Linked DNA regions of Mus musculus: region 1 is linked to region 2. Evidence: chromatin contacts called from public HiCAR-type data. All regions are on one chromosome and are shown on one strand. The core of a region is the stretch at or near the end of the contact, and the rest is flanking DNA. Distances in the headings are between cores, read along the strand shown. Region 1 overlaps Klhl29 (kelch-like 29). Region 2 overlaps Klhl29 (kelch-like 29).

What was found. HiCAR-type assays count read pairs that join an accessible place to other places.
Region 1: a contact with region 2 is called in a HiCAR-type map of fibro-adipogenic progenitors, with 2.2 times the contacts expected there. The contact joins two enhancer-like sites. A contact is called at or near these places in 2 of 484 Hi-C or Micro-C datasets (the HL-1 cell line and nephron progenitors) and 2 of 115 datasets of contacts at active chromatin or transcription factors (embryonic stem cells and fibro-adipogenic progenitors).

The regions. Positions count from the first base shown.
Region 1 is chr12:5,347,302-5,354,656 of GRCm38.p6, forward strand. The region is part of intron 1 of Klhl29 (kelch-like 29); the gene reads right to left. Among named protein-coding and RNA genes, the nearest start is that of Klhl29, 25 kb to the right of the region's middle. Within about 2 kb of position 3,485, at least 27 of the 459 cell types and tissues checked have an H3K27ac peak or open chromatin away from gene starts, as enhancers often do. A contact at or near this core is called in fibro-adipogenic progenitors, where this site is marked.
Region 2 is chr12:5,216,272-5,223,587 of GRCm38.p6, forward strand. All of the region lies in intron 2 of Klhl29 (kelch-like 29), which reads right to left. Among named protein-coding and RNA genes, the nearest start is that of Gm51980, 63 kb to the right of the region's middle. Within about 2 kb of position 3,865, at least 19 of the 459 cell types and tissues checked have an H3K27ac peak or open chromatin away from gene starts, as enhancers often do. A contact at or near this core is called in fibro-adipogenic progenitors, where this site is marked.

The DNA.
Region 1 (7,355 bases), core at 2,235-4,734, 130 kb after region 2:
CGCATTAATAGGTCATCTGCATTAAGTTTTGCAAGGTAACAATCCTGGACTAATTAGACAGCTAGCCATCTTAATAAGAGAAAGAACACGTGCACACTCAGACTTGTAAGCAGTAAGTCGGCTTGCTTCCCCTCTTCCACCAACTTGACACATACAGGCATACATCCAATGTCAATGATGCAAAGGAGTGTGAACTGTGTGTCATGATAGCGGTAGTAGCACCCACTATCTGGGACTAGTGTGCTGCTGGAACATGCTGGTAGATTGGGGGAGGGCCAGATCTGGGTGGAATGGGTGTCAGTCATTCTTGGCCACGCGGCCAGTGAGCCTGGTGCTTTGCCTCCCTCAAGACTCTGGACTGCCTAATGTCCTTTTAATTCTCCTTTCTGCTTCAGTTAGCTAGAATCCATTTCTGTTGCTTGCAACAAAGAGTCCTGACTGATGGGCCACAGTCAGAACAAAGGCCAGCACTTCAAGTGGAGTGCACTTAGTTTTATGGAAACTGCTGTGTCTGCATGTTTCTCCTTTGGCTGCAGACCCATCTGAGACGGGCCAGGTTCTGTAGTTTGGGGCAGTCCTAGTCTGCCTCCCCAAAAGGATCTGGCTTATAAGTCAGACCAAGGGCAAAGCATTTACCATACCGGGTAAAGCACTACAGTGTCTGCATGCCTATGGTAGAGGCTTCAGCTGGCCACTGCAGCCCTAGGTATTCCCCTGCAAGCCCTGCCTCCTGCCCTATCCTTTATCTGAGGGGGTTTCCATTCTTTGTAGGGCAGTCAGCACAAACACATTTTTCATCAGTACTCACAGTCCTCACCATATCCACTGCCTCTGCCCCTGATGTTCTCTCTAGCTCCTGAGGTATCCCAGTCTTCCCCTCTGTACAAATTCCTTGCTTTAAATTGTTTTCATTCCAATAAAATACCAGCCACCTCATCTATGCAGTCTTCCCAAGCTCTCCATGAAAGAGACTGGAGGCTCTGCCCATCCATTTGAGATCCACTTTGCCTTCTGTCTTGGTGGGATGGAGAACAACCCATCTCTGTCTTCTGCAGGAGGATCCTTCAAAGACAATTAGGTCCCTCCTCAGCCTGTTTCTTTCAAAATGAAATTATCCCTAATCGTTTATCCTGTCCTCAAGAGTTCTATTTTCCGGTCCTTTTATGGAGTGGACTCCATCCGAGAACAACAAAGCTAGGAGTGCTGAGGAGTCCAGGCATGAGGTTTACAGTCATCTTCAAGAAGAGCAGTCTCTTCTCACGCCGTTTGTCGAGTGAAATGATCTTACTTTTGAGCAAAATCAGCCTCAGTTTACCATCTCTTAGCCTGATGCCACCACACCGTGTCGTAGCAGAGCACCTTGTCCCACTGAACCCACGAGGGAGAAGATCAGCTCCAGGGGGGGGGGGATGGAGCCAGGAACAAAATAAGGGCCTCCAATACCAAGTCAACACTGCATTTTGTAGAAAGAAATGCAAGACATAAACAGGGAATTGAGGAGGAGGAGGAGGAGGAGGAGGAGGAGGAGGAGGAAGAGGAGGAGGTGGAGGAGGAAGAGGAAGAGGAGGAGGAAGAGGAGGAGGAGGAAGAGGAGGAGGAGGAGGAGGAGGAGGAGGAGGAGGAGGAGGAGGAACACATGACATTTTGGGATAAAACTACCTTGCCAGGAAGCCGGGGTTTTCACCCCTGTGTCACGAGTTGCTCTGGGGTCTTAAATAAAAGTTGGGATCCACGTCATTCTTCCTCTGTCTCCCCCTGGGTCTAGATCTAGAGAAGGACAGAAAGAGGGATCTTCCTTCACGTGTGAGTGGATTCTTTCAAGTGTCTTGCCAAGGCACACGGGTAAATGTCAGAAGATAACCTCAGGTGTTGGTCCTCGCCTTGTACCTTGGTGTGAGGCAGAGTCTTTTTGCTGTTTACAGCTACATACACCAGGCTAGCTGGCCAGGGAGCACGCAGAGATTCTTCAGTGGCCTTCTCCCAAGTTGCTGTAGACGTACTGTGATCACAGACATGTGATATTCAGTCCAGATCATGTGGGTTCTGGAGACTTAAACTTGACATTTGTGCTTGTGTGGTAAGTGCTTTATGCACTGCTCAATTCTCCAGCCATAGTTCTTAATTAACGTCATCTCAGCTCAGAATAGCAGAGAGGATAATAGCCCAGCAACCATGGTGATGGGTCTGGAATAACAAGCTCTTTGCCCTAGAGAACTATGGTCACACAGCATCGGGGCATTGTTAGAGTAGAACCAGCAGGCCTGGTACCCATCCCTTTACTGCTTCTCCATCCATGGACCCATCCCATGGTTAGATTCTTCAGAGAGATGAGCTTTATGTGGCTAACCCAATGCCAGCATGACTCTATAGATGACACGACATCAAGTCACTGTAACCCTTGTATTAGCAAGAATCTTACACCTAACGTACCATCCACAGATCACTTGTCCTGACCCCTTCCTACTCCTACCAGTTTCTTCCACGCATCCTGCACCTCACCTTTCCCCCAAATGTATAGAGAACTACAGGCGTCTTCCTGATGGCAAACAAGAAAATTGCCCAAAGAAGCAAGTAATCTTCAAATGTCAAAAACATCCAGTGTGTGAATTCACTTTTAAGTAAGAGCATGGGAACTTGGCAAGGTGACAAGCAGTGGTTTTCAACATTTAAAGGTGACTTAGAAACAGACAATCAGTCAGAAGGAGAGAGAAAAGGGTACCTGGGCCAGCCCAAACCTGCCATCTCCCATGACAGGCCCAACACAGGCCATTTTCCCATTTGTGAATGGATACCTGGGTTGCAAGCTACCTGAAGAGAGACAAGTGATCCTCAGGACCTTGTGTGGGCCAGCCTGGCAGGCCTGGCAGGGAACTCGGTACAGCACTGATAATTGACCCCCTGCCTTGGCTTGATGCTAGCACCTTCTTCCTTCTTTCCTTCTGATGAATGCAGGATGATTCACATTTTAAAGGAACTGGGAAATGCTTTTTGTCCAGGCAAGCCCAGGTGTTTGGGAAACTTTCCAAGATGCATCTTGTCTACAGTGTTGTTCAGTATCCCTGATTCTTATAGCTCTACTCTATATCTAAGAATTCTGGTTCTTTCTTTCAAGAAAGAAATCCTCTTGCCTCTTTCCAGCTTTGGAGAATGACCCATAAAGCAACACTGACCCATGTCAGCATCAGTTAGCAGCCTCCTACTGCTGTCCTTCTCTGTGGTCCAGGATGCATCAGCTCTCTAGGGACATGGATTCAGAACAACGGCGTGGACTTGTTTGCATTAACTCTAAAATTCCCCCATCACTGACAGTCTCTGACCAGAACCAGGCACGACATGGCCACTCAACAGCCCTTGCCAGGCCCTGTGGCATTCAGAGTGCTGGAGGATGGCCAGCTCTAATTGTCTTAGGTCAGAGCCCCGTGATGTTTCCTAAGGACTCTAAAGGAACTGAAGGTCACGACAATGTCAACGTGAATCAGAAAATATCCATGACTAAAATTTTGGCCCCTCCCAAGTTTTTTGGTTACTAGACTGGGCCTGTGCACTAGCCTAAGTGACTCAGCCTAGAATCTATCTGCACTTTGCCAAAAGAGCCCTGGGAGACCCTCAGAGTCAATCACTCAACATTGCTGCCACTTGGGAGCTGCCACTTTCACATCTGGGGACAGTGACATCAGATGTTATCAGTATCTATTAAAATCCTAGCCCAAGCCTTCATGCCCCAGTGCAGGGAGAACAAGGATATTTTTGTCTTGTTTCATCTCTTGACAGCAGGAAGGGATGAGGCAGAGCAAACTCTTCTGGCATATGTAACAGAGGGAAATCGGGCAGCGCCACAGCGCTCTTCTTGAGGCCTTGCTTTAACTGCGCCGGTCACCTTGGCTGCTTAGACACCATACCTTACACCCCTCTATCTTCTCCATGGATGGTTACCTGGACCACTGCTTCTCTTCTTGACATGATACAGCCCAGCCACAGACACTGTTTCATGTTTCCTGAGTACCCTGCTTCTTCTGCCCTCACATGACCCCACCCTAAGCCCTGGGTCCTTCTCAGTCACACACATCCTTAGCTACCATCTCCTGCCTTCTCAGTCACACACATCCTTAGCTATCATCTCCTGCCTTCTCAGTCACACGCATCCTTAGCTATCTCCGGTTCAGCTGAGTGGTTACTTCCTCACCTGGCCCCACAAGGATTTTGGATATCCTTTCTTTTCAGTATTTGTCACATTAATATTCTAATCCAGTCAGATTTGTTTAATGAGTATTTATTGAATGTCCAATATATAAGTGATCACAAATTTAAGAAAAGTTAATTGTCTTCTTGGCCTAGGTAACATGATACATTTTGAATATATTTAAATATAGTCAATACATTTTAAAGTTCTTGGTTCTGGACTGGGTCCTGGGAGAGGGTGAACTTAGGACAGAGGAGAGGAAGAGAAAGAGAGGTTGCCTGGCTTCCCAGGAGTATCCTTCAAGAGAGGACTTGGGAGTCTGGAAAGTGACGGAGAGTTGTAGCCAGGATTCCTTAGCTACGGTGCCTCCTGTGTTATCGTAAGCTTTGTTGTAGCAACACCTGGTAATGGTACACAGGAAATTTCCTCTTCCACACCCAGGAAGGCATCACCTCTGAAAATTAGAGAGTGGCCAGTCACTGGTGGACCGGGGGCCATTAGCATGTCTGCCCCACCCCAAAACTGTATGCGTGATCTATCCAAATGTATGTCACTGACCCTGTTCCCTCTAAGTGAGTCAGACTTAGAGATCTGACTGCTCGTGATGAATCTTAGGGCTCTCTTAGCGCTCTCCTTAGGAAACACTTATTTCTCTCCTTGCACCATGTGGGACCCAGAGATTGAACTCAGGTCGCCAGGTCTATTAGAGACAGATGCCTTTACCACTGAGCCATCTTACCTGCCAAAAGCGACACACTCTTAAAAGCCAACAAAACCAGTCCGCATCCCTACAATTAAGGCAGATCCTGCTGGGCATTGGTGACATACGCCTTTAATCCCAGCACTTGGGAGGCAGAGGCAGGCGGATTTCTGAGTTCAAGGCCGGCCTGGTCTACAGAGTAAGTTCCAAGACAACCAAGGTTACACAGAGAAACCCTGTCTCAGAAAAAAAAAAAAAAAAAGACAGATCCTGTTTTAGGTGGCCAGCAAGACTCCACAATGGCGTCTCTCTGCTCCACAGTCCCTGTCATCTTAATTCCTTGCTTTCTCAGCCTAGCATCAGTGGCTGTCTCTCCTTTGCTTAAAAGTCTCACAGTCTCTCCCATACGTGGGCCCCTTGTTTAGTCCACTATCCCTATCCTACCTCTAGCACGGAGCTCTCAACGGGTGGGGCACAACTCCTTTGGAACCAAATGATCTTTTCAATGGGTTACATATCATATATTCTGTATATCAGATATTTAATTATGATTCCTAACATTAGCAGATTTATAGTAATGAAGTAGCAACAAAATAATTCATGGTTGGGGGGATGTCACCCACCACAATGTGAGGAATCATAGTAAAGAGTCACAGCGTTAGGAAGGTGGAGAAGCAACTGCTCCAGCACATCCGCCCTTTCAAACTGAGCCGTAACAGCTAAGTCAAGGTTAGCAGCTCTTTAAGTCTCAGCGCAGTCGCCACCCACTCTCCGAGTCTGAGACAAGGCAAGGCTCCCTGGAACAGCACAGCGCACCTTCCTTCCTTCCTGGTGCCAATGCTGACAGCACTACCTGATAAACATGTTTCCCAGCAGACTCTAAGGCCCTAGGGGAGTGCTTCTCCACCTTCCTAATGCTGCGACCCTTTACTATAGTTCCTCATGTTGTGGTGGGTGACATCCCCCCCCCCCAGCCATAAAATTATTTTTGTTGCTACTTCACTACTGTAATTTTGCTATTGTTCTGAATTGTAACGTAAATATCTGTGTTTTCCAATGGTCTTAGGCAACCACTGTAAATAGGTATTTTGCAACCCACAGGTTGAGAACCACTACCCTTGAGCAAAAGGACCAGCTCTCCTTGTGTTATTTGTCCAGTTCTAGTACCGCACACAATGTTGGGCACCCAGAAGGCACTCGGATATTTGTTGAAGCTTGAAATAATGGGTTTGGGTTTCTATTGAGGGACGACATGCTGCCTTGCAGTCTGGCTTCATAGGAGATAGTTACAACACAGAGGCATTGCTGACGGCAACACATTCCTTCCGAGGAAGATTTTCAAGTGGGAGAAAAATAACCTTCCCAAACTGGCATAGAAAGCAAAGAGGAGAAGATGAGTTGTTCGTCCAACAGAGGAAATGCACATGATCAGAACATTCGAGAGCCGTCTGTGTGGGATGTGGGGAGATCCCACCCCCACCTAAAGCCATATGCCAGGGAGAAGCAGGGTAGGAGAAACTCGCTTTCTCCTCTTGAGAGAGGAGATCTTAATGTGGAGAAGGTGACAGTACCAAGTGAGCCTGGGAAAGAGGCTGGGAACGAAGCGCTTTTGATAGTACAGTCACATTCCTAGCCATCCCTTCTCTGTTGCTCCCTTCAAGGGGGTTGGCTCCCTTTATGCTGTGATTGGCGATTTTGAGTATCTACCAGGGATCAACTCTAGGAACAAGGGATGTCTGCCTGGTTTTTCTCACATTCAAGTTTGTCTGGCTGTGAGCATACATCTGGGTAAAATGAAAGTCAGCGAAGCCATCAGTAGGTTCTCTCTACTCAGATGGTTCTTTATAGTCAGTTCTTTCCACTCTCACAAAGCAGAGTTGAGAACCCCAAGCACTTACTGAAGATGTTCCCCTTTCAGCCCATCAGAGTCACCATGGCTATCTACTATAAGAGAGGCCTAAAAGCACCTATGATTCATGTCCCAGGAAATCCATTTCTAGGGCTTGTGTCTAGAGTCAGAAAGAAACTACACTGAAATGTGTACAAGACAAAACAAGAGGCCATTAACCTTCAAGGAAATATAGATCCTTAAAAACTGTTAATACCAGCTTTCCTAGATACTATGGATTGCTAGATAATATGGATAACGAAATTATCAGCATCTTTTCAGAGTCTTGAAAATGTCTAGTCATCTAACAGGCGGTGGTGGCACACAACTTTAATCCCAGCACTTGGGAGGCAGAGGCAGGCAGATCTCTGGGTTTGAGGCCAGCATGGTCTACTGAGTGAGTTCTGGGACAGCCAGGGCTACACAGAAATATCCTGTCTTGAAAAACCACAAAGAAAAAAGAGAAAAGAAAAGAAAAGAAGAGAAAAGAAAAGAAAAGAAAAGAAAAGAAAAAGAAAGCCTAGCCTTGCCAAAAGAAACTTCAGTCACAAAAGAAATATACTAAGAGCTTCCCTATTTGTCAGTAA
Region 2 (7,316 bases), core at 2,615-5,114:
AGCAGGATAGGTGTGGTCTGTGTCCAGTGGCTCAGTGTGTTTTCTGGATGTTGGCGCTGGCCCTTGCACATTAACATTCGTGGTGTATACACACTGCACACAGGATCACAGGTGGCTAAAGACCCTTTCCTCATTCTTATCATTAAGATACGCTGCTGAAGGAGTGGGCTGCAGGCTGCGAGAGCCCTGAAGGCGTGATTAATCCACAGGAAGGCAGGGGAGCCCTTGCTGCCTCCAGACTCAGGGAGCCGCGGTGGCTGAGGAATGAGCATGGACGTCCAGCCCGATTGGAAAATGGATGATTGCCTCATTTGGGGAGGACGTGCTGCCAAGTCAATTGGAACAGCCTGTGCCCATCTTTATTATTTTCGTCTTCCTTTCTGCATCTTCTTAGCTTTTCTTTTGGAACAAAACATTACACAGCAGCCAGAACACCATCTTGTCAAATATAACACAAAGGAATTCTCTGGGTGCCTTTTGAGGAGCCAGCTTGGCCACAGCCTGTGTGGATGCTGGTGGGAGCTGAGGAAACCCCTGGAAAATGCCTTCTTACTTCCTGGAAGTACTTTCAATTCAACAAGGGCAGAGACCCTCATGCCCGCTAAGCAAACCCAGTAACTGAAAGATTCCTGGGGCTGGAGTGGGCTTCAGGTTGCTCTCCGCTTCTTCCTCTGGCCAGACGCCTATTCACAGAGCCAGAGCCCATATACCAGGCGTATACCTCGGGATGGGCTATATGCTCTACTCCCTATATAAGCTCTGGACCACCGCTGTGGTCAGGGCTGTCTCTCTTCTGCTTCCTTCACCACAGTTGACAGTTTACACCGCTGAGCATCCAAGGGACCAGGAGATTCCAGACTAAAGTGACAAGTGTTCTTTATCATGGAGCACTGGGTAGGGCAGGGACAAGGTTTAGAGATGAGGGAGGCACCCTATGCCAAGATTTGAATGAGTCTTGCTCTTGGGTTCCACTTTCACTTACAAAGCCTGGATAGGGGTAACCCCAGAATCTGTGTAATAAGCAAGGCTCCAGTCTTGGCTCTGAACTCCACACGGAGGTTGACATGTTCCCCAGGGAGAGCAGGTGTCAGGGACTTTACATGACTATGAGTCATGGGGGTCACATGTAGATGTCTACCTGGGACAGGTAAAACATTCAAATCCTCTGTATGATCAGAAGCCAGGGAAACCTAAGATTATCCAGCCTCCTTCACCCCTCTGCGTGATGGGGCACTTGAGGGGCAGTGGCCTTTTTAGTTCTGATAAGCTAAAGATAAACCATACATAATATTGCTGTCATATGTAACTTCTCTTCTGAAAGAGGTTTTTCTTTCCCCATGCCTTGCCCAGTTAAGAGGGGCCTATGTGACCCTGCCTCAAGGCCTCACCCACTAAGAGCCCATCTGGAGAATGGTTAGCCTGGTACCAGGCTGGAATGACTCACCGTTTCCCTGAGGCTTAGCATCCAGGAGTTTCCAGCAAACCCTACTCTAGGCTACAGGGTCTGGACCTAGCTAAGCAGCCTCCCTTAGGCCTCTGAGTTTGGGGGGCAGAGGGATTCTACAAATCCAATTAGAAACCAGAGCCATGACCTGTGACCTCTGTGTCTACTCCTGGACCCCAGGTGGCATGAATCTCCGTAACAGAGAGTTCCAGAGCATTGCCTTTGTTATTTAAAGATGAGTAGAGCCTGTTCTCCAATGCCAGCTAATCCTACAGCATCCTCCTGACCCCAGTCCATCTGAGAACTGAGAGCTTTCTTAGTAGCAGGTGGTAGATGAGACAGGCTCCAACAAGTAGGAGGGGAGCCCTGTGTTAAATGCCCATCGGGTTACTGTGACATTAGCCTGGTCTTAGGAACCACATCTGTGACCCCCCCCCTTTAAAGGGCATTATTCTTTTACATTACTATGAGATATGGCTGACATAGAAGGAGATACAGATACTCAATGTATACAACTTGATGTGATTGGATGTGTACCCCAGAAATCTCCAGGATGTCAGTTACCCTGGCCGCAAAAGTGGCCATCATCTTCAGAAGCCCATTCTGACTGTTCCCACTTTCTTCCTTTTGTGCTAAGTACACATAAACCTGGTTAAAGGCTACATAGATCTCAGGTATGCAGAAGGAAAGACCTGGTGATCCAATGGGTCCTAGCACTTGTGACAAAGCACAGTGCATTTGCATTGTCCTCTGCATGCACCCGGGGGACTTATAAAAACTGCCCCACCCAACACAAGCTACTTTCAAAGCCACCACATTTTCTTCACAGCCTCCCAATGGTGGAGGTACAGTAGCATTCACCTTAGAATTTTGTAAGTTTGGAAGAGGGGGAAGCTGATGGCTGGAGACAAGGCCTCAGTCCTCTTTCAGAGAACCTGTTAGTGGGCCAGCAGCTGCCCATCACTGGGATGCCTGTTAGAACACAGCATCAGCTGGATGGTGGTGGTTGTCTAGAAGAAAGCAAATTGCAAGAGCATTTTTGGCAGCCAAATAGAGCACACGCATCAGTCTTTTTTCTCTGCAACTGGCTGCTGGGTCTGGTTCCAGGCACCGAGTAGGATCCATTCATCAGCCTGGGTCACTGATGGACATCATTTCCTGTGGAGCACTAGCATGTTGAATCCTAAATCCAGCACTCAGGAGGCAGAAGCTCCTGTGAGTTTGAGGCCAGCCTGGTCTACAGGTTGAGTTTCAGGACAGCCAGGGCTATACAGAGAAATCTTGTCTCAAAAACCAAACAAAACAGAAAGAGTAAAGAAACAGCATCTCAGAGCTCACCAGCAGTGCTTCTCAGGATTGTATGTTTTAACAGGTTGGAGGTAGAACACAGCAGCCTATGAATCTTTCGGGTTAGCTGGCCAGGATTCAGCCCTAGGCCTAGGCTTTCAGTACTCTCAATGGCCTTGTGGTGTCGGGGAGAGCAGAGCTACTTTTGAGAAAATCCAAATTCCATAATTACAGGGCTTAATATATGACCTAAAATGACAAATGTCCAAAATGCTTTTCAGATAATAGGTTTGAGGGGAAAATGCCACAAATTCCTTTTCCTGGGCCCAATTTCTTCCTTTCTTTCTTTCTTTCTTTCTTTCTTTCTTTCTTTCTTTCTTTCTTTCTTTCTTTCTTTCTTTCTTTCCTTCCTTCCTTCCTTCCTTCCTTCCTTCCTTCCTTCCTTCCTTCCTTCCTTCCTTCCTTCCTTCCTTCCTTCTTTTTTTTCCCTGCAAACCAACCAACCAAACAAAAAGCAACCTCCTTTTGGGAGAGGCTGTACCCAGTGCCGGCTTCAGATGAGCGGTACTGAAAGAACGTTCTTTCTCCGTCCCTCCCTTCCTGTGTGTGCCTTTGGTTTGAGAGATTCTGGCTGTGGGTTTTGATGTAGTAGTGATTTTTCCCCCCCAAAAAGCATACATGATTCAGAGACTTTTCTCACGGGACTAATTGACTAGGCATTTGTGCTATCGCTTCTGGTGTAAATCATTATAATGGTGATAATGAAAAATAAAAAAGATATTGGAAATGACAGTTAGCAACATAATATCAGCATAAACTGAGGGAAGAGAGGAGGCGCGGATAAATTAGATGCTTGTAGACACCGGATCGATGAGGGAGCTATGGCGGGTCTGGGAGGATTAACTAGTTTCTCATTAGGAATAGCCATCTTGGCTCCCCTTCTTATTCATGTTCTTGGCTCTGCAGAGGATGGAAGCCCTGAAATTGGAGCCCTGTTTTCCCCACAGTCTTGCAAAGCCCCGATAGAGGTCTTTGGAGCAGAATTCTGCAGTTAGTTCTCTTCTCTGGGTAGACCCTCCCACTTGCTCCTGGCTGCCTCTCAGGCAGGCCTGATTATTCGGGATCTTGGAGAATTGACTAATTCAACATGCTAGCGCTCCACAGGAAATGATGTCCATCAGTGACCCAGGCTGATGAATGGATCCTACTCGGTGCCTGGAACCAGACCCAGCAGCCAGTTGCAGAGAAAAAAGACTGATGCGTGTGCTCTATTTGGCTGCCAAAAATGCTCTTGCAATTTGCTTTCTTCTAGACAAGAGTCTATTCAAAAGTCTATTTGGAAACATTAGGGAGCAGCCGTCACATGGCCGGCAGATCATACTGCCTATGACAGGATATTATCTTCCTTGGGAAAGACTCGACTGCTCTTTTATTTCACCAAGTAACTAGCGTCTGGGCTGATGGCTACAGAATTGCTCGAGGGCTGGGGACATTAAAATCCCTGTCCAGAGAGAATGTGGAACCGACAGCTCCTTCGGCACGCAGGATTTGTGGAACCTTTACCCGAGTTAAGTGCATGTGCCTGGTTTTCTAGGCTCCTCTCTCTCCTCTCTCCTCTCCACCTGGGGTGGAGATATCTTGCTCACACAAATCCTTCCTGGCGAATGTGGTTTTCTCTTCCGTGAGTTGGGACCTCATACCCTTTCCCTCCCATTCAAATCCCCATGCATGCTCCAGGTGAGACTATATACTGCCCTTTCCTGGCCAAATCCCTGGGAGACACTGCTCTCTTTCTTTCCCATCACATTTGGCTCACCGAAAGATACTGAGGGGCAGGTAAGAGCAGGATCTGACTGGTTCCTGTCTGCAGACGGATACTGCTACTTAGAAACACCGCGAAGATGGAAGACAGAAAACCTTTATGGCTATGGGGAGGTAGCAGCTGGCCTAAGCCAGTCCTAGGCAACTGAGCTGGGGTCCTTACACTCTGGAGAGGAGACTGTCTTCCTTAGGGCTGCATGTGAGTGAACACAGATAGTGTGGCTGGGAACAGAAGCCCTGGCTTTGCCTGTCACTCGTGGACCCTGATAAGATCTCTCTCCTGAACAGAGAGTGACTCCCATTTGCTCAGTGACCAGCACGTTGGCTTTCAGAACCCAAGACCCAGGCTTCCTCAGTGTCTACAGTGAGTTTCAAGGGAAAAGAGCTTGGGGCCACATAGGAGTGATTTGTGCCCTTTGTCCTGGCCACTGTGTGTTCTCCACCCTGAAGCTGATCTCCACACCAGCAGCAAGCTTTTCTCAGACCACACAGTCTTCTTTGTCTTTGCCTAGAAGCCATCACCCAGGTATACTTGCCTACGATTTTTCCTTGTCTCCACTCTATGCCCATGTTTTTAATTAAATTTAAAAAAATGCAGCGGCCAAGAGCAGAGGGCAGCCTGTTGCGAGGTTGAGCTCTATCACCACCGAAGCATGCAAACGAGGCAGCCTCCGTTGACAAGTTCACATCTCTAGTGCGGAGCTGGCTGTTTGAACAGCTTGTGTGCAGTAATTGAAACATAGATTTTTGTTGCCTTTCTGTTTATTTTTAGATTAACCAAGCAGGGATACTTGGCTTCTCGGCTGCCATTTGGACCCCACTGGGCAGCCCAGGGCTGCTGGCCTCATGTAGACCAGCATCATGTGTCCTCAGGGTCTTCCTTCTGGATTTCCCTGTGTCTGTGGATTTCCCTGTGTCTGACTTGGGGCAGAAGTGGCCTTCACTGTGATCATCTTTCTGACCCAGGGCTCCAGACAAGGAGCTGAGAAATGAGGGCTGTCCCCCACTTTCCAGGTTTCTGAAGCCTCCACTGCCTCGCTAGACTTTTATAGCATCTCTGGGAGACAGGGGAAGCAGAGACTAGGTAGACATCTACTCTTGTCAACCTGGTGCTGACACACAAAGAGACCAGGAACATCCATTCATGCCTGGGACAAGGGGACTTGAATAAACAAGACCCAAAGCTCAGAAAGAAGACTCAGACAGGGTCTTCTTTGGCCATTTTTAAGGGTTTCTTTTAATTTTTAAATTTATCACTATTTCCTTTCTTTCTTCCTTTCTTCCTTTCTTCCTTCCTTCCTTCCTTCCTTCCTTCCTTCCTTCCTCCCTCCCTCCCTCCCTCCCTCTCTCTCCCACCCCCTTTCCCTCTATCCCTTCCTCTCCCTCCCTCCCTCCCTTTCTTTAAGTGATAAACCCTCGGCTAGCCTTAGCCTCAGCATCATCTTGCTTTATTTTCTGGCGTGTGCTCCACTAAAGCCACTATGGTTCCATCAACCTTGATAAGACAATTGGTTCTCTGGGACCTTTGTCTTTAGCCCAGCAGAGCTGCCACACCATTGAAAGCAGAGTGTCTCATCTCATGACCCTTAGGGCCCTGCCCTGACATACTGCATAAGTTCCCCTGAGCTGCCCTGGCCTATGGAAGGGGTGTGAATAAGAAGGACCTCAGACTGTGTTCTTCCCTCAAAGTATCACAACCTACAACCTCTGCACTGCTCAGGCCTAACTCTGGTGACCCTCTTCCCAGAAGCCTGTCTTGATTACCCAGCCTGTGAGGACAGTGGTGCCAGGCTGCCCTAGCTCGGCCCACTCTCAGTGCAGACCCTATGACACAATGGTTACGTAACCAGTCCTTTACACGGCTCGACTCAGTGGATGCCAGCAGCTGTAGGTTTTTTTTTCTTTCTTCCTTCTCCCATTATTTGCATCTCAACTTACCCTGTCTGACCCAAACTACTCTAGGGGTAACTATTGGGACCCCCAGTCATATCTGGTGCTGGTGTTAATAATAGCTGTCTCAGAAAGCCCACATTCACTGAAATGAAAGTAGCCGCTGCTGGCATTGAACTGTGGGCTCAACATTGCATCAGCTCCTTTCTCAGAGGGCCAAACCTAAAAGCGGGGTGCTTCTGTTAAGTTGCGGCATGGACAGACTTATATACTTGAAGGATCAGTGCTATGGTGAGGAGTACTAGGCAGGGGGAGGGGGAGGGTACGCTCTTATATTTCCTCCCAAAGCTGTGCTCAACTTCCTTATTTTTTGTAGTTTAACTATTTTCTTCTTCACTTTTTCTTTTTTCCCTCTTCCTACATCTTTCTTTTTTTTTTTTCTCTGTAGCCCAGGCTACCTACACTTAGCCCAGGTTTTCCTGGAGTATGTGATCTTTTTGTCTTGGCATCAGGAATATTGGGGTTATAGGCATACCTGCTATGAATGATCTACTGCAGGGGGAGCTCTGAGAGGCCCCAAAGGTGCCAATCCCTGTTTTTAGTGGGTGTGCTCTTCCAGATTTCTTGTTCATCCTATGCCTCAGTTGAGATTTCTGCATAAAGGATGGCTTTAGTTAACACCCCACTGCGGTCAAGTCCACCTTCACTTTCCACTTATCCTCTCCTCTAGGAGGCCTCATGATTCTATGATGCTCTGTGTCCCCATCCTGTGTCCCCTAACCTCACTCCATAGGGTCCTATGTGCCTTATCACATGCCACATTCTGAAGCCACATAACATTGCCAACTCTTGCCAGTTTCCTGAGGGGAAGTAC